Regions from separate parts of the Mus musculus genome. Here all the other regions are linked to region 4. The links are chromatin contacts, called in public Hi-C, Micro-C and promoter capture Hi-C maps. All regions are on one chromosome and are shown on one strand. The core of a region is the stretch at or near the end of the contact, and the rest is flanking DNA. Distances in the headings are between cores, read along the strand shown.

Region 1 (2,700 bases), core at 8-2,507, 440 kb after region 4:
ATCCCACCTCAAGAGAATAGAGAATTGATGAAGGAAGACACCCAATACCTCTGGTCCCTTGCATGCACACGGGCCATGCCCACCTGCATACATCTACAAACACACACACCCACAGTGACTTCTACTACCTGAAAAGGAAAACTGAGCTGTGAAAAGAGGTAGGGCCAGCTGCACGAAGAGCAGTGTTGCAAGAACAAAGCCACCACTCTGGAGCCCCACATTCTTCAAAGAAAATATGCACATATGTTATGTTGGCCACTTTTCTCAAAAACAGCTCACAGGATTTGGTCATTTGCAGAGATCCACAGTCACTTGGCTCCAATACCCGTGAGTCTGCACATGGGAAGGTCCAGTGTGACAGTACTGCGCGGGTGTGAGGTGGAGAAGCTGAAAGAGACTGACCAGAACCTTCTGGACCCACCAGTAGTTAAATAAGGACAAAGAGACTTAGTGTTTATTATAGCTTAGGCCTTTAGCCGGGCAGACTCTCAGCTAGCTCAGTCTAAATCAACCCAACTAATCTTGGCACTCCATCCCACCGCATGGCCCGTTCTTTACCTCTCCACACCTGTTTAAGCTCATCCACCTCCATGTCCTGCTGGCGAATCCTCTTTTCTGCCTTCTTCCAGAGACCCCCACTCTGCAGGGCCGTTCTGCCTTCCCCTTCCTGCCTGTATGTATGTATGTATGTATGTATGTATGTATGTGTATGTGTATATATGTAGGCTGTCGGATCTTTCCTGAGCCAATCAGCAAGGGAGGAAGGTGAACACTGGCAAAGCATGAGGCCAGTGACGGGCCGTAAGACTAACAATGCTGAGATCCACTAGTGCTCAGCTCCCTCCTAGTTTAGCAATCAACACTGGACAACCTTCACACAGTGAACCCTGAACATCTCCTGCTGTACTGCAAGACACAGCCTTCTCTCTTGACATCAGTGAACTGTATACAAGATGAACAATTAAGAGGACTATCAGGAATTATATCCACAATGGCCAGTCCACTCATATTTGGCAACCTTAGAGAAGGTACTCCAGTATTGATCCTATCTTGGTGAGTCCAAAGGTCTGTACATAAATCATTTTCTGTTACTATTTAAGCGCTTATATCCTTTAATTTTCATAACTTACTTGCATTTACCAACCCCCCAAAATTATTTTTAGATCCTAAGACATTTCTTAAGTTCTAAACACTGTAACTGTCTACACCTCAACCCCACCAGACCTGAGGATAAATATTACCTGACTAAACAAAGTGCAGAGCAGGCAGCTTCCAGAGCTACAGAAATTACAGAGACCGCTGGCTGCCTGGTCAGCTACCTCAAGTCTCTATATCCACGGGGCACCCAGTCTTCAGCCAGCAGACCTAGAATATCTGACCATGTCTTGGCAAAGCTGGGGAGTTGACTTTCTAGTGTTCTGCTTGTCAGAGCTTTGCATAGCCTGCTGTTAGCAGTTGAGGCAAGGGACAGTTTTTTGCCCAATGGCTAGCTTTGCCACACTTGAAGCAAACTTTGGGTGGAGGTCTTTTGATGGGGTGCTGCCGGGAGCTGGTGTGTCTCATGAAAATGCCATATTCTGTAAATCTCTGGAGTGTTTGAAGACCACCTATCTAAAGTATATCTGAAGAGAAAAACATTGCTTGCTTCTAGCTATTTATATGTTTACATTTTATGTTCAATATACAATAATTCATACTAATCTAAAATATTCGAGACGGTATTAGCCAGGGTTCTCTAGAGTCACAGAACTTACGGATCGTCTCTATATATTAAGAAAATTTATTGTGATAACTCAGTCGGTAGTTCAACTAACCCAACAATGGGCAGCTGTGGATGGGAAGTTCAAGAACCTAATAGCTGCTTGGAAGCTGCTTCCAACAGATGTGCTGGCAAGTAAGTGCAAGCAGGCAAGGAAGAGAGAATTTTCCTTCTTCCAATGTCCTTGTGTAGGTCTCCAGCAGAAGGTGTGGCCCAGATTAAAGGTGTGTGCCACCATGCCTGGATCTGGGACTTGTTTTGTCCCAGGCTGACCTTGAACTCAGATCTCCTTGCCTTAGTCTCCCGGGATTAAAGGCGTGTACTACCTTGCCTGGGCCTAAACTTTTCATAGCCACTATGCCTTGAGATCTCCATGCCAAGATCCAGGTCAGAACCTTGTGTCTTCCAGCCTCAAGATCTGGATCACAGGAGATCCCTCCAATTCTGGATTGTAGTTCACTCCAGATATAGTCAAGCTGACAACCAGGAATAGATATTACAGACTCTAAGTTGCTTTCTAGTCTAAAAGGAAATACAACAATCCACCTTTCTTATACCTTAAGCCCTATATCCCTCCACTTTTCCTTTCATTCCCTTTAATCCCTTACCACTAGATGCGAGAGAAAGGATAGAAGAGAAAAAAAAAGACCCCTGAATCTTTGTTTCCTCCCTGATTGTGACCAATAACAACTTGTAATTAACACCCCCAAATGACAACAAACATCTGTTACATCTGCTCGATCCGGTCAACCCTGCTCGCTCCAGTTGGCCTCGCTAGCTCCGGCCCAAAGATTTATTTATTATTATACATAAGTACACTGTAGCTGTCTTCAGATGCACCAGAGGAGGGCGTCAGATCTCATTATGGGTGATTGTGAGCCATCACGTGGTTGCTGGAATTTGAACTCAGGACCTTCCGAAGAGCAGTTAGGGCTCTTACC
Region 2 (2,700 bases), core at 171-2,670, 370 kb after region 4:
TGCCTCTATCTAGGTTCCTGTTCTGCCCTCCAGGCACCACCTGCCTCCTGGTCGGGCCCAGGTCAGGGGTTAGAAAACATAAGCTTTGCATGAGACACCTCCTGCCCAGAGAAAAGCAACCAGGTGGTGTCCTCAATTCATAGAGGAGAAAACTTTTGAGGCCAAAGATGACTGAGGTATCCAGACATGGTGCAACATTCCTGTAACCCCTGGGCTCAGGAGGCTGAGTCAGAATTGCAAGGGTGAGGCCAGCATGGGCTCCAGGGTGAGACTCTGTCAAAGGAGAAAGAGAGTTTGGGGTGTTTTGCAGATATACGTGTGTATCTCTGGTGTCTCCAAGAGGCACGTCTTAGCACACATGGAGCAATGATCCTGTGAGATTTTAAAGGAGCTAAAGCATTGTGTGGCCAAGCACCATGGTAACACATGCATCTCACAGTCTGAAGTGATGCTGGTATGAGCTGATAGGTAAATGCACGCTATATAATCATGTGCCGTGAGTCACAGTGGCTGACGGGAATGCCAAGCTGAGCGGTTCTGTGATATGTGTGGTTCACATTGTCATTTTCCAGGGTGTTCCTTGTGTTACTAGCAATAAATCACTGAGGCTGTCATCAGTGCACCCCAGGGGTAGACACCTTGCCAAACATCACTAGTGATGTTTTAAACAAAATCTCAATCGTTTGATTTTACCAATAAAGACTCAGGAGCCAGATGCTGGGGTGAAAGATTGGTAGCTCAGAGGGGCAGAGAAAGCGCCCAGCTGACCCTCCTCCTCAGCTAACATCCTGTTCTCCTTCTCCACACATCTCCAAAACCCCTCAGACTCAATATCCCGCCTTTCTACTTCCTGTGCATCTCTCTATCTGTCCTCCCGACTTCCTCTAACTCTGTGGATTTTCCTCTCTGTTCACACTCTGCCAACTGGTTGCTTGCCCTACCTCTTGATCTATGGTTGAATCTATTTAATCCTGTCTCTGATTAACGGCGTGTGCCAGGGCTGAGCCACACCACAAGTAGAAACAGGTTTTTTTCAGTAAACAACACAATCTTGGGGTGATCCAATAAACTGTGACATAATCCCTTTGTGTCTAAATAAGGAGGAAAGATTTTAACTCTAATACAGTGAAACTATTTACAACAATGAAGCTTTTTCTGCCAAGTTTTCCACAATGCCCAGTTTAATTGTATCTGGCAGCCTTAAGATTCATTATTTTTTAGTTCAAAGTTCTATATAATGTTCATGTCTATCTCCTATGAACCCAGAGCAGTTAGAATGTTCTGAGCAGTTTGTAGTCCAAAGCTGAGCTTTGGGTGGTATTTGTCGCCTTAGTGGCAATCCTGACTAGGTAGAACACAGCAGACAACCCAGAGGTGTCCAGTGTTTGTACAGAACGTGGCAGCAGAAAGGGCATAGGGCAGTTTGCCGAGTGGATAGTGTCACCACAATCCGGGTGGATTCATCGTTGTAGGTCCCTGCCATCGACTCAGAGACCTCACAGGTTACTGTTAGGAGGGGTAGAAAACATAAACATTCTAAATCCATATTTTATAGATCTCAGAAAGGGTTGAGGGCCACAATCTGTTAAGTATATCCAAGGCACTTGGGCTTTGTTCCCAGTTGTTTCAGACTCAAACCTGAAAACACGTCCAGGAAGCTGGGGGAAGCTTATTTTCAGGATTAGTTGGTACTCTGGGTGATTACTGGTGTCTTTGCCAGAATCCAAATGTACATAATAATCTTATAGACTTTGAGATAATATTTATACCTTAAGAAAAGCTTTAGAGAAGTCAAATGAAAACCAAGAGATTATGAGATCAGTGGCAATAGAATATTCCCTGATTTTTTGTTTTCCTCTGTCCCACACCGGGCGGGCGGTTCTTCTGATAGGAGACTGAGAATCGGATTTTCCTTTAACAAGCACATATGGGCCTAGAGGAGGAGAGCCAAGCTCCAACCCCAAAGCCAGCTTTAATTTTTGATTGAATTGGGACCACATAAAGACCGTTTGTCATTTATGTCTGTAGAGGGCAGCAGAGAAGACCTGGAGGTGGGCCTGTTTACCCTTCCTTCGTCTTGGAACATTTTCTCTTGATATGTCCTCTTCCTTCAAATGTGTCACCTGTCCAGGGGTCTCCAGGTTCCTTAGTTGGATGCTTTTATTCTCTTGGAAAGACATAAACGAAATCCTGCCCCAAGCCTAACTCTGGGGGTTCCCTTTTTTGGCAGGTTATATATTTCCTAGAGGAAAATGTGGTTGGTTTTTTTTTTTTTTTTTGGTTTTTTTTTTGTTTTGTTTTTTTGTTTTTTTGCAACAAAACAGTATTATCTTTCAATTGAAATTTTTAAAAAATTTCTTTTTGGAAACTATACCTTAGTATGTGTGGATAAGTATGCCTACATTCCTATTTCTCTTTATATATAAATAGAAGAAAAGCCTGTTTCTATTTTCAGATCACAAAGGACATTCACTTCGAATTTCAGCCTGCCTTTCTTTCACAAGCAGCTTTTAAATTTAAATCACTGCAATTCTTATTATGTGCCTGCCTCTGCCTCTCTAAGTATTGGGATTAAAGATGTGTGCTTCCCAAGTGCTGGGATTAAAGGTGGCTATGAACTCCTTATAATAGTCACATTCACAGGGTTGAATGGGTTTTGTTCAGTTCTGCATTTCCAATTTGTTTGTTTGTTTGGTTGGT
Region 3 (2,700 bases), core at 29-2,528, 330 kb before region 4:
CTGGCGTTTTCTTTTCTAAATGAACCCAGCTGGGGCGGTGGAAGCTGCTGAGAGTCTGCCCTGCTGCCTGACTTTGCAAGCCCCTCCACTTGCTTGAAATCCGGCGGATTTGCACCGCGACCTGCCTTGTTTATTTAGATGGGAAGATGAAAGATACAGAGATAGAAAGATGGATAAGAGGATGATAGGTATTTTCTCCCCTTCCTTTTTCTTTCTCTTCATTTTTACTGTTATAAGAGCATCCCTTTTTTTTCCCCACTCATGACTTTTTTGTTAACTCGTGGCGGGGATTTTTTTTTCACCAACCCAAAACCTCCCCCCCACACCTTTTTTTTTTTTTTGAGTTGGGGGGGGAAAGAAGACAAGACCGTCCCAGGAGACGGAGGTGGGGAAATGAGGAGGGGGTGCTCCAGCACAGCAAACAGCTGCGCAGCTGGATTCTTTTGCAAATAGCGAGAGGAGGGGAGGGGACGGCGGCTTCGGAATCCTAGCAGCGGCGCGGTCGGCGCCCAGCCTGGCGGGGCGCAGCGACCGGGAACCCGAAGCCCGCGGCCATCCCTTTCCCCTGCGGGTCCCTGGGTCCAGGGCGCTCTCGGGGCTCCGTCCGCCCGCTCCTCCGAGCGCGGACCCACGCGCTCGCCAACTTTTCCCGGCTCCCCCTCCCCCTCCACTCCTCGGCCCCCTCCCCCTCCTCTCCAAACCCCGCCACCAGCGCCGCCGCCGCCACACACGCCGCTTGGAGGGCCGAGCGTCCGGCCGGGCTCGGCGCGCACAGCCGCCTGCAAGCCCGCGCGCCCCCTCCCCGGCCCGGAGCCCGCGGCGGCTGCCCCCGGCTGCAGAGAAACTTTCCCAGAACCCCACGCTCGGCCGCTGCTCCCGGGTTGGTGTCCCCAGCCCCGGGCGCCCGGAGCCCCAGCCGCCGGCCCTTCGCGCGTGCGGCAGACACTTACGCGTGATGAGTTCCCTCTGGGACAAGTGCTGCGGGTTGCCCTGTTTGCGGCGGGACATTGCCCCGGCATCTATTCTGGCATCGCCCGGAAAGCTGCACAGATGCGGGCCGGGGAGGGGGTCTGAGCCGCCGCCGCCGCCGCGCCTCCTCCTCCGCCCGGGTTGGTGCCTCTGCCCTTCCTCTCTTCCTCTTCCTCCTCCTCTTCTTCTTCTTCGTCTTTATTTTGCTCTTTCTTCTGGGCTGTGTTTTTGTTTTTGTTTTTGCAAAAAGAAAGAAGAAAAAGCCAGGAAGATGGCTTGCTCTAAAATAGAGAAAAGGCTAAAATAAATTATAAAACTGCTGTTGCTCGCCGCTGGCTGGCCGGTTTCTTTAAAAATATATTCTTTTGGAGGAAAAATATCTCTCACACTTCTTCAAAGTGCTTGGCCTCTTAGACTTGTAAATGTCTTCTTGAAGTTACGCCGGGTTTTGCACCGGCCTCTGACACTTTTCTTTCGGGGTCTGGTAGGTGGAACGCGCACTTCCACCCAAGGGGAGGGGGGAGGAAAAAATGCAAACAAATTTCAAAAAAGCCAAAAAAAAAAAAAAGGCAAAGAAAACTTGGGGACTTGTCTCGTACCCCCTCACCCCGCCCCCTCAAAAACCCAAAAGCAATGAAAAGCTGCCTTGGTTCGGCTCTTTCTGGGTTTTCTGCGCGCTGCCTGCTTTTTTTCTTTCTCGGAGGCTGACCCCTCCGAGGCTCTGGGGGACTCCGGGAGCGGCTCCTTCCCGGGTCACCTGGCAGGCTGGCGCCGGCCGGAGGGGCTGCGGGTCCCCGCGTGCGCTCCCCAGCGCTGCCCGGCGCCGCGGGCCCAGGGGGAGCGGGGCTGCGGGGCGGCTCGCCCAGTGCGCCCGGGTCGGTGCGGGCGTGGACGGGAGCTATAGATTGCAACGTGAAGATGGCGGAGTCCGGGTTCTCCGGGAGCTCTCGGTCTCTCTGTGGCTGGGGCTGCCTCTGTACAATGGGATAAAATTCAAGTTCAAGTGCGGACGTGACGTTTAATCTGCTCTAGAGACAAAAAGACCCAGAGAGTCGGAGCACTGGGGGCGACTAGCGGTGGCTTTTTAACATTGTACCCTGTAAGAGAACAAGAAAGCACACACCGAGACACGCGCGCGCGCACTCACACACACTCGCCAGTGCGCACACCCGCAACCCAGGCCGGCCGGCCACACGTGCAAACTACTGTTTTTGTAAGCTGGTCTTATCACCGAGCACCGGTAGCGCAAAAGAGGGTGGGGGGGGATAAATAAAATAAAATCTTGTCCCCACTCACTCTTCCTCCCCCGGGAGCCGGACTCCCTGAGAAAGGGGGCGGAGTGCTGTGTGAGTAACTGAGGTACACTGAGTCCAAGCAAGTCCAAACCCACCCACTCGAGAAAGAGGGCTGGAAACCACGGGCTGGGGGAGACTGAGGCGACAGATAAAATTGTTTTCCTTCACTCTCTAGAAAAGTAGTTACAGTTGGTTTTACTTATTTGGAGAGGGGAGCATTTTGTAGAAACTTCCAAAAAAGTGTCTCCATATAAACCGTTGGGGGTTGGTCGTCTCAAACAACAAAATTAATGATACTGAGGGGCACAGTGGGGGGGGGCACATTTTGTTTGAATCCCATTCCAGAAGGGTTCTTCGCCCTTCTGGGCCCCATTAACTCCTAGGGGTCAAGCACTGCCCCGCCCCCACACCCTAGTCTCCTTGGGAAGCACGCGCT
Region 4 (2,700 bases), core at 73-2,572:
TCTTTGCTGTCTACTCTCTTTAACTCGCCTAAAAGCACGCAAGAAGTCTACACCCTCCTCGCAGTCTCATGCCTTCATCTCCTCTCAATTCAGGAGCTTTCACAAATGGCTAAACTAAACTGGCTGACCTTCCTCTGCCCCCAAGCAGGGCCACGGGAGGTCCCTGTTGCGCACATGCGACTGCCGCTCGCTACCACACGGGGGCGCGGTGGCAAGCCACATCCCCCTAATGCCACTCAGAGGCCAGTCCCCGGTTGGATGCTTGGCTTCCCGTCTTGTTCAGGCTGAGGTGGCCTCTCCAGACCGAAATCAAGCACAGCTCCTAAAGCTCTCCCCGTCACCTGCAGCTCACGGATCCCTGATATGTCCCTCCCGGGGGCTGGTCCTGTATACCCGGAAATGTAGGCACACGGTCCACACTTTTTTCCTGTTTTTCTGTCTTCAGACCCCTCCAGGACCTAACCAAGGTCTCGGAGTAGTCAGAAACCGACCTTCTCTCGAGGTCTTCAGAGCCCCCACTCCCCAATCCCGAGGCTCTTTATCTAGTCAAGGAGAGCGCACATCTGGCCCTCCCATCCACTGCAGGCCTATCTGAGCGTCCCCCACGGGAACTGAAACTCGGAAGTGAGGAGCACTTTGCGCTTCCACCGGGTGAGAAGGCGGAGCACAGCCCAGCACATTCCTATGGACCATCACCCATACTCAGGATTATGGTTTTCCCGGGCCCAGGAACTCCTGCATCCTGCTAGGATCTTGTCCTCCGCCTCCGGGCGGACGCTGGCACACAGCGGGCGCAAGGCTTGCACCGACCTGCAATGAAGGCGCAGCGCGAGGACATTTGGGATTGACTAACTTTGGGGCGCTAAGGTTTCAGGGAGATGTTTGAGAACAGTCAGCGCAAGACGGGGATTGGAGGGCTGGGAAAGGGTTTTCAGAAGGTTTGCACGAGAAAGGAAGAGGCCTGGCACTGCACGCGGAGAGACAGTTGGCGAGGCCAAAGGGGCGGAGCCAGCGGACGGGATTTGCGCCGCCGCCTGGGCAGCTTGCGCCCAGGAAGCGAGGTTGCCAGGACAACGCGTTCTGGGCGGGGCGACTTCGGGGTGGAGTCTGAGCTCAAGAGAGGGTAGAAGGGGCGTGGCCTCAAAGTCTGAGCCAAAAGCCAGGTTGTGATTGGTGAATACTTATCGCTCTGGGCGGGAACGGCGTGGCGGCTGGGGCTGGGCCTCAAAGAGGGCGTGGCCGTGCGGGGGCGGGTCCTGAGAGCTAGGGCTGGAGGCGGAGACGTGGTTGGCGGGTCCGCGTGCCCGGGGCGGGGTCGAGCCAGCGGGGGCGGAGCCGAGCGGCGGGGGCGGTGCTGGTGAGCGCGGGGCCTGGGGCCGAGGCGGCGCGCAGCGCTGACAGCTAGTCGGTCGCAGCCTCCGGCCCCCTCTGCACCGGCGCCGACCACGAGCCATGAGCCCCGGGCTGCTGCTGCTCGGCAGCGCCGTCCTGCTCGCCTTCGGCCTCTGCTGCACCTTCGTGCATCGCGCTCGCAGCCGCTATGAGCACATCCCCGGGCCGCCGCGGCCCAGGTGAGCGGGGGGTGGGGGCGGGGGCCTGGCTGGGGCTCTCGATCGCGGGGTCTGGGGACCGCGTCAGAGCCAGCGCCCAGGACGGGGGTCCAGCCTCGTCTTGTACGCACGGCCAGCCCGGAGACGCAGGCCCGGAGAGGGGCGCTAACTATTCTTAGTAACAAATTACTCACAGCCGCAGCAGCTGCTGGGCGCCCACCGCGCTTGGCTGGGCCGCACAAATGTGTCGGCAGCTACAGTCCTGTCAGGTAAGCGCTGCTGTTACCCCATCGTTCAGACCTGCAGACTGAGGCGCACGCGGGGAAGTCACCTGCCAAGGTCACACAGTTGGTAAGCCTAGATTTAAACCCAGGTTAGGCTGCTTTCGAAGTGGACGCTGCTAACTTTAGGACTTGGACAGGGCCAACCTGTCCAAATACTGAACACTGTACTCCCGTCACGTTTTTCTGTTTCTGTGTTTCTGTCCTGGGACATTCCATTTGTCCTCAGTATTTCCATTCCGTTTTTGGCCACTTTACCAATGGCTCCCATCAAAAGCTTACCTTTCTTTTCCTTTTCTTTCTTATTCCTTTTCTCACCCCCCCCCCTTTTTTTTTGGAGACAAGGTTTCTCTTCAAAACCCTGGATGTTCTGGAACTCACTATAGACCAGGCTGACCTCAAAACTCACAGAGAGATCTGCCTGTCTCTGCCTCCTGAGTGCTGGGATTAAAGGCCTGTGCCACTATACCTGGCAAGAGCTTTTTGAAGCTTAGAGTAGATGTGTAATGAAAGTGTCCCAAGGGCTTCCCATCACTTCAGAGTTGAAAAATCCCGTTTCACATGAACCATACCACACAGCTAGCAAGCTACTACTAAGTTCACAGGCAACTTAGTACCTGTCCCCTCTTGCCCCCTTTGCATACTACGGTTGCCCTAAGCCTGCCTGTCCCCTACATCTCTCCATTGGCTCTCCCCATTCACCTTCTCTGGCCTGTGAGTGGTATTTTCTTGTTCTCATATCAAACAGGCTGTCCCAATCCCTCTATGTGAAGCCTGCCCAGCCCCGGTAATTTTAAGGCTACCCCTGGAGTCACCTTTTTTCCCACCTGTTGATTGCCCCATGCTAAAATGTGAGCCCAAATAGGGCA
Region 5 (2,700 bases), core at 194-2,693, 500 kb after region 4:
ACGTGCATGAAGTCAGTGCTTGACTTCACGTAGTTGGGCACTCTCTACACACCCTGGGTGAGAATGCAGACCAGGCTGGAGACAGGGCACATGACCACCCTGAGACAGGCTGGTTGAAGACAGATGGGTATCCCAGGCAGGGAGGGCCTACTTGAGCAAGTGCCCATGGGCTTGTGGGACAGTGGGGGTGCTCAAAGTCTCTATGCAAGCCTGGCCTCAGGGTGAATATATGCTCCCCAGATCAACTGTATATCCCAGGCTACAAATGGAGGTAACTCTGGCCCTGGGGAAACTGCAGTACAAGGGGGTCTTGGCCACGGCAGGAGTCCTGGCCATTGAAGATGCCCTCACCTGCCCTGTTACAGCTGGGGCTAGCATGGGGCTCTTTCTGGGTCTCTAATTCTCCACCTGCTTGTGGAAATCTCTGTGGCCTTCCCACAGCTTACAGAAGAAAGACTTGGTGACAGTCTGGTGGTTCTCAAGCACCTAGAGGGTACGTCACTGCTCAGGGAAGGCATTCTGCCAGACAGCAATGTTCTCCATCCAGGAAGAAGCAAGCACGGATTAAGCACCTAAGGCCAACTCCAGCCTATCACTGTTCCAGGAGAGACCTTTCCGGGTAGGGCTATGAAGGATGAAGACAGCAGGACAGGTGGATGAGGAGCCAGGTCTGGGCCTCAGAGCTGAACATATAACCAGCCAGACCACTACCACCTCAGTCGATTCACCTGGAATCCCAGCGGCTAAACCAGGCTCTATTTAATACTTAGTAAATAAACTAATCCTCTAGGCAAAAGGAAAGGCACTAAACGTTCAACAGGTCCGCACGGTAGTGTCATGGGCAGACCTAGCCTGCTCTCAGCTTCGAGCGCTCTTCAGTCAGGTTGACATGACCATTTATTTGACCACCCGGTGGACCGCCTCCTCCTCTCCTGAGCCCTCCAGCAGCTTAAAGCAATGCATGGGAAGTGCTGGGCGCCTGGGGTCGGGCCAGCCTTCTAGGAGGTCGCGCGGTGTCACCAGCCTCGCTCAGACAGCTGCGGGAAGGGATCAGTAGGCTGCGCGCCCGCATCCTTCTGTTCTGTCCCTGCCTCCGGCCAAGCCGCGGTGCTGCCAGGATCCCCAGACCTTGCACTCAGTGCGCACGGAAGGGTCAAGAAGACACCTGTCGCCGCGTACCAGCCAGAACGCCCGCCTGGCATGCCGGTCATCTCCTTACCTCCGGCGCATCCAGCCAGGAAGTCGAGCGCCATGGCCCGGCCCGGCGAGCCGGCTGTGTCTTACTACTCCTCGGGCCCGGCCCGCGGTTGGCCGTCGCGACTCCTGCTATCTGGCCTCCGGGCGCGCAGCCGGGTCGGGGAGGCGACTGGATGGCGACTCCTAGAAAAGCACTCCCCTGGCGTCCAGCTTGCCGGGCCTCACCTCGCACCGCTCGCACCGCCCCGTCGGCCTCAGCCCCCGCGGGGGCAGAGCGCAACCAATCGGTAAGCGAGGCACGGACACACCCCGTGCTCCGGGTGCCGCCGCCAAGTCTCATTGGCTGGGCGCGCCTGGAAGGTGTGGCCTCGGGCGCGGCGGGCGGGGGTGCCTCCCGGCTCAGTAGACAAAGACTGTGCTTCTCGGGCCCGCCCGCACGGCGCAAGGAAGGGGCAGTGCGGTGGGCACACTGCACACTGGAGCCCAGAACCTCCCAACCGCACGGTCCGAAGGGCGGCGCTCGATCTGCTTCAATCCTCGGACCCCTCACGGTATTTGGATGCGACTCTCCTGCTCAACCTCATCGTCCTTGCCTGTGTCAAGAGGACACAGTGGCGAGTGCACACGTGGAACGCCGCGACTCTCCCAAGGCCTACTTTGGTCTTGGACTCAGCTTGCTGGGAAAGTTCGAGAACGACCGCCCACTTGGAGGGGCCTCTGAGGCCCCGGATCTTCTTAAGCGAACGCGCAGGAGTACTGAGGACCCAGTGCACCCAGGCAGAGACAGGGACTTGAGTTTGAAGGACGTAGAAACGTTTTCAAACAGAAGGGGCCTGTGGATGGGGCCTGAGGATGGAAGGGTGCCGCCAAGCCCGACGTGTTCCTGGGAGCCGCCAGCAGGCCAGATCAGGGGCGCGGGCATCTGACTGCAGCTCTGGGCCTTGGGACAGGGTGAGCTAGGTGCAGGACAAGGAGCAAGCAGATATTCCAGGCTTGGAGAGCATTAAAGTTGAGGTGGGCTAAGAACCCGACGCGCCGCCCCCCACCCCCCCAGTTGCTGGTAATATCTACAACAGCAAGGAGTCTGGAAGCAAGTCCAAGTGATGGATACAGCCATCACTTACCGGGCCTCTGCTGGTCGTGACTTTCTTTTAAGCTGAGAGTGGAGTAACAGACTCCTGTGGTTACTCGAACTCTGCTCTTGCCTCTCCCCTCCCTAAACTGGGCGCGGAGTTGTGGGATGGCAGATCTGATGGAGGGGCAGCTCTGAGACCAGGGACCCCAGTGTTGTTTGAGAGGTGGTGTTTATCCTTGGAATTGAATGGACCCTTCGTGAAGCCGACACCCAAGTCCAGGCCTGCTGACCCCTAGTCCAGTGCTTGTGGTGGCTACTGGGCCCTGAACTAGGGGTCTGGAGACCTGGGTTTGATCTCCACAGGCTTTGAGTCATCTGGATGCCTTCTAAAGGCAGGTGGTAAGAGGAAGAAGGAAGTACACACTGGA

The links. Promoter capture Hi-C pulls out the DNA fragments that hold promoters and counts their contacts. A called contact is a pair of places that touch in the nucleus more often than the background predicts.
Region 1: a promoter capture Hi-C map of liver shows a contact between it and region 4, with 4 times the contacts expected there. The contact joins the enhancer-like site here to the promoter of Cyp46a1 in region 4. A contact is called at or near these places in 1 of 39 promoter capture datasets (liver), 2 of 484 Hi-C or Micro-C datasets (CD8 T cells and embryonic stem cells) and 1 of 115 datasets of contacts at active chromatin or transcription factors (memory CD8 T cells).
Region 2: a promoter capture Hi-C map of liver shows a contact between it and region 4, with 7 times the contacts expected there. The contact joins the enhancer-like site here to the promoter of Cyp46a1 in region 4. A contact is called at or near these places in 4 of 39 promoter capture datasets (cranial neural crest, hippocampal neurons, liver and 1 more) and 1 of 115 datasets of contacts at active chromatin or transcription factors (pancreatic cancer cells).
Region 3: a Micro-C map of embryonic stem cells shows a contact between it and region 4, with 2.5 times the contacts expected there. The contact joins the promoter of Bcl11b here to the promoter of Cyp46a1 in region 4. A contact is called at or near these places in 2 of 484 Hi-C or Micro-C datasets (both in embryonic stem cells) and 1 of 115 datasets of contacts at active chromatin or transcription factors (embryonic stem cells).
Region 5: a Hi-C map of memory CD8 T cells shows a contact between it and region 4, with 7 times the contacts expected there. The contact joins the promoter of Slc25a29 here to the promoter of Cyp46a1 in region 4. A contact is called at or near these places in 1 of 39 promoter capture datasets (liver) and 1 of 484 Hi-C or Micro-C datasets (memory CD8 T cells).

Annotation. Positions count from the first base shown.
Region 1 is chr12:108,769,999-108,772,698 of GRCm38.p6, forward strand. It overlaps Gm40573 (a long non-coding RNA gene), which reads right to left. Exons shown (of 2, transcript XR_872979.2): 2 at 1,117-2,700. Among named protein-coding and RNA genes, the nearest start is that of Gm33682, 4.0 kb to the left of the region's middle. Within about 2 kb of position 1,258, at least 4 of the 459 cell types and tissues checked have an H3K27ac peak or open chromatin away from gene starts, as enhancers often do. A contact at or near this core is called in liver, where this site is marked.
Region 2 is chr12:108,704,296-108,706,995 of GRCm38.p6, forward strand. All of the region lies in intron 3 of Gm40572 (a long non-coding RNA gene), which reads right to left. Among named protein-coding and RNA genes, the nearest start is that of Degs2, 3.3 kb to the left of the region's middle. Within about 2 kb of position 1,421, at least 3 of the 459 cell types and tissues checked have an H3K27ac peak or open chromatin away from gene starts, as enhancers often do. A contact at or near this core is called in liver, where this site is marked.
Region 3 is chr12:108,002,136-108,004,835 of GRCm38.p6, forward strand. Bcl11b (B cell leukemia/lymphoma 11B) reads right to left here and starts at 1,279. Exons shown (of 4, transcript NM_001079883.1): 1 at 951-1,279. The coding sequence starts at 1,008.
Region 4 is chr12:108,332,994-108,335,693 of GRCm38.p6, forward strand. It overlaps Cyp46a1 (cytochrome P450, family 46, subfamily a, polypeptide 1), which reads left to right and starts at 1,323. Exons shown (of 15, transcript NM_010010.2): 1 at 1,323-1,571. The coding sequence starts at 1,453.
Region 5 is chr12:108,834,433-108,837,132 of GRCm38.p6, forward strand. Slc25a29 (solute carrier family 25 (mitochondrial carrier, palmitoylcarnitine transporter), member 29) reads right to left here and starts at 1,444. Exons shown (of 4, transcript NM_181328.3): 1 at 1,220-1,444. The coding sequence starts at 1,253. It overlaps Mir345 (microRNA 345), which reads left to right and starts at 2,541; the gene lies at 2,541-2,636.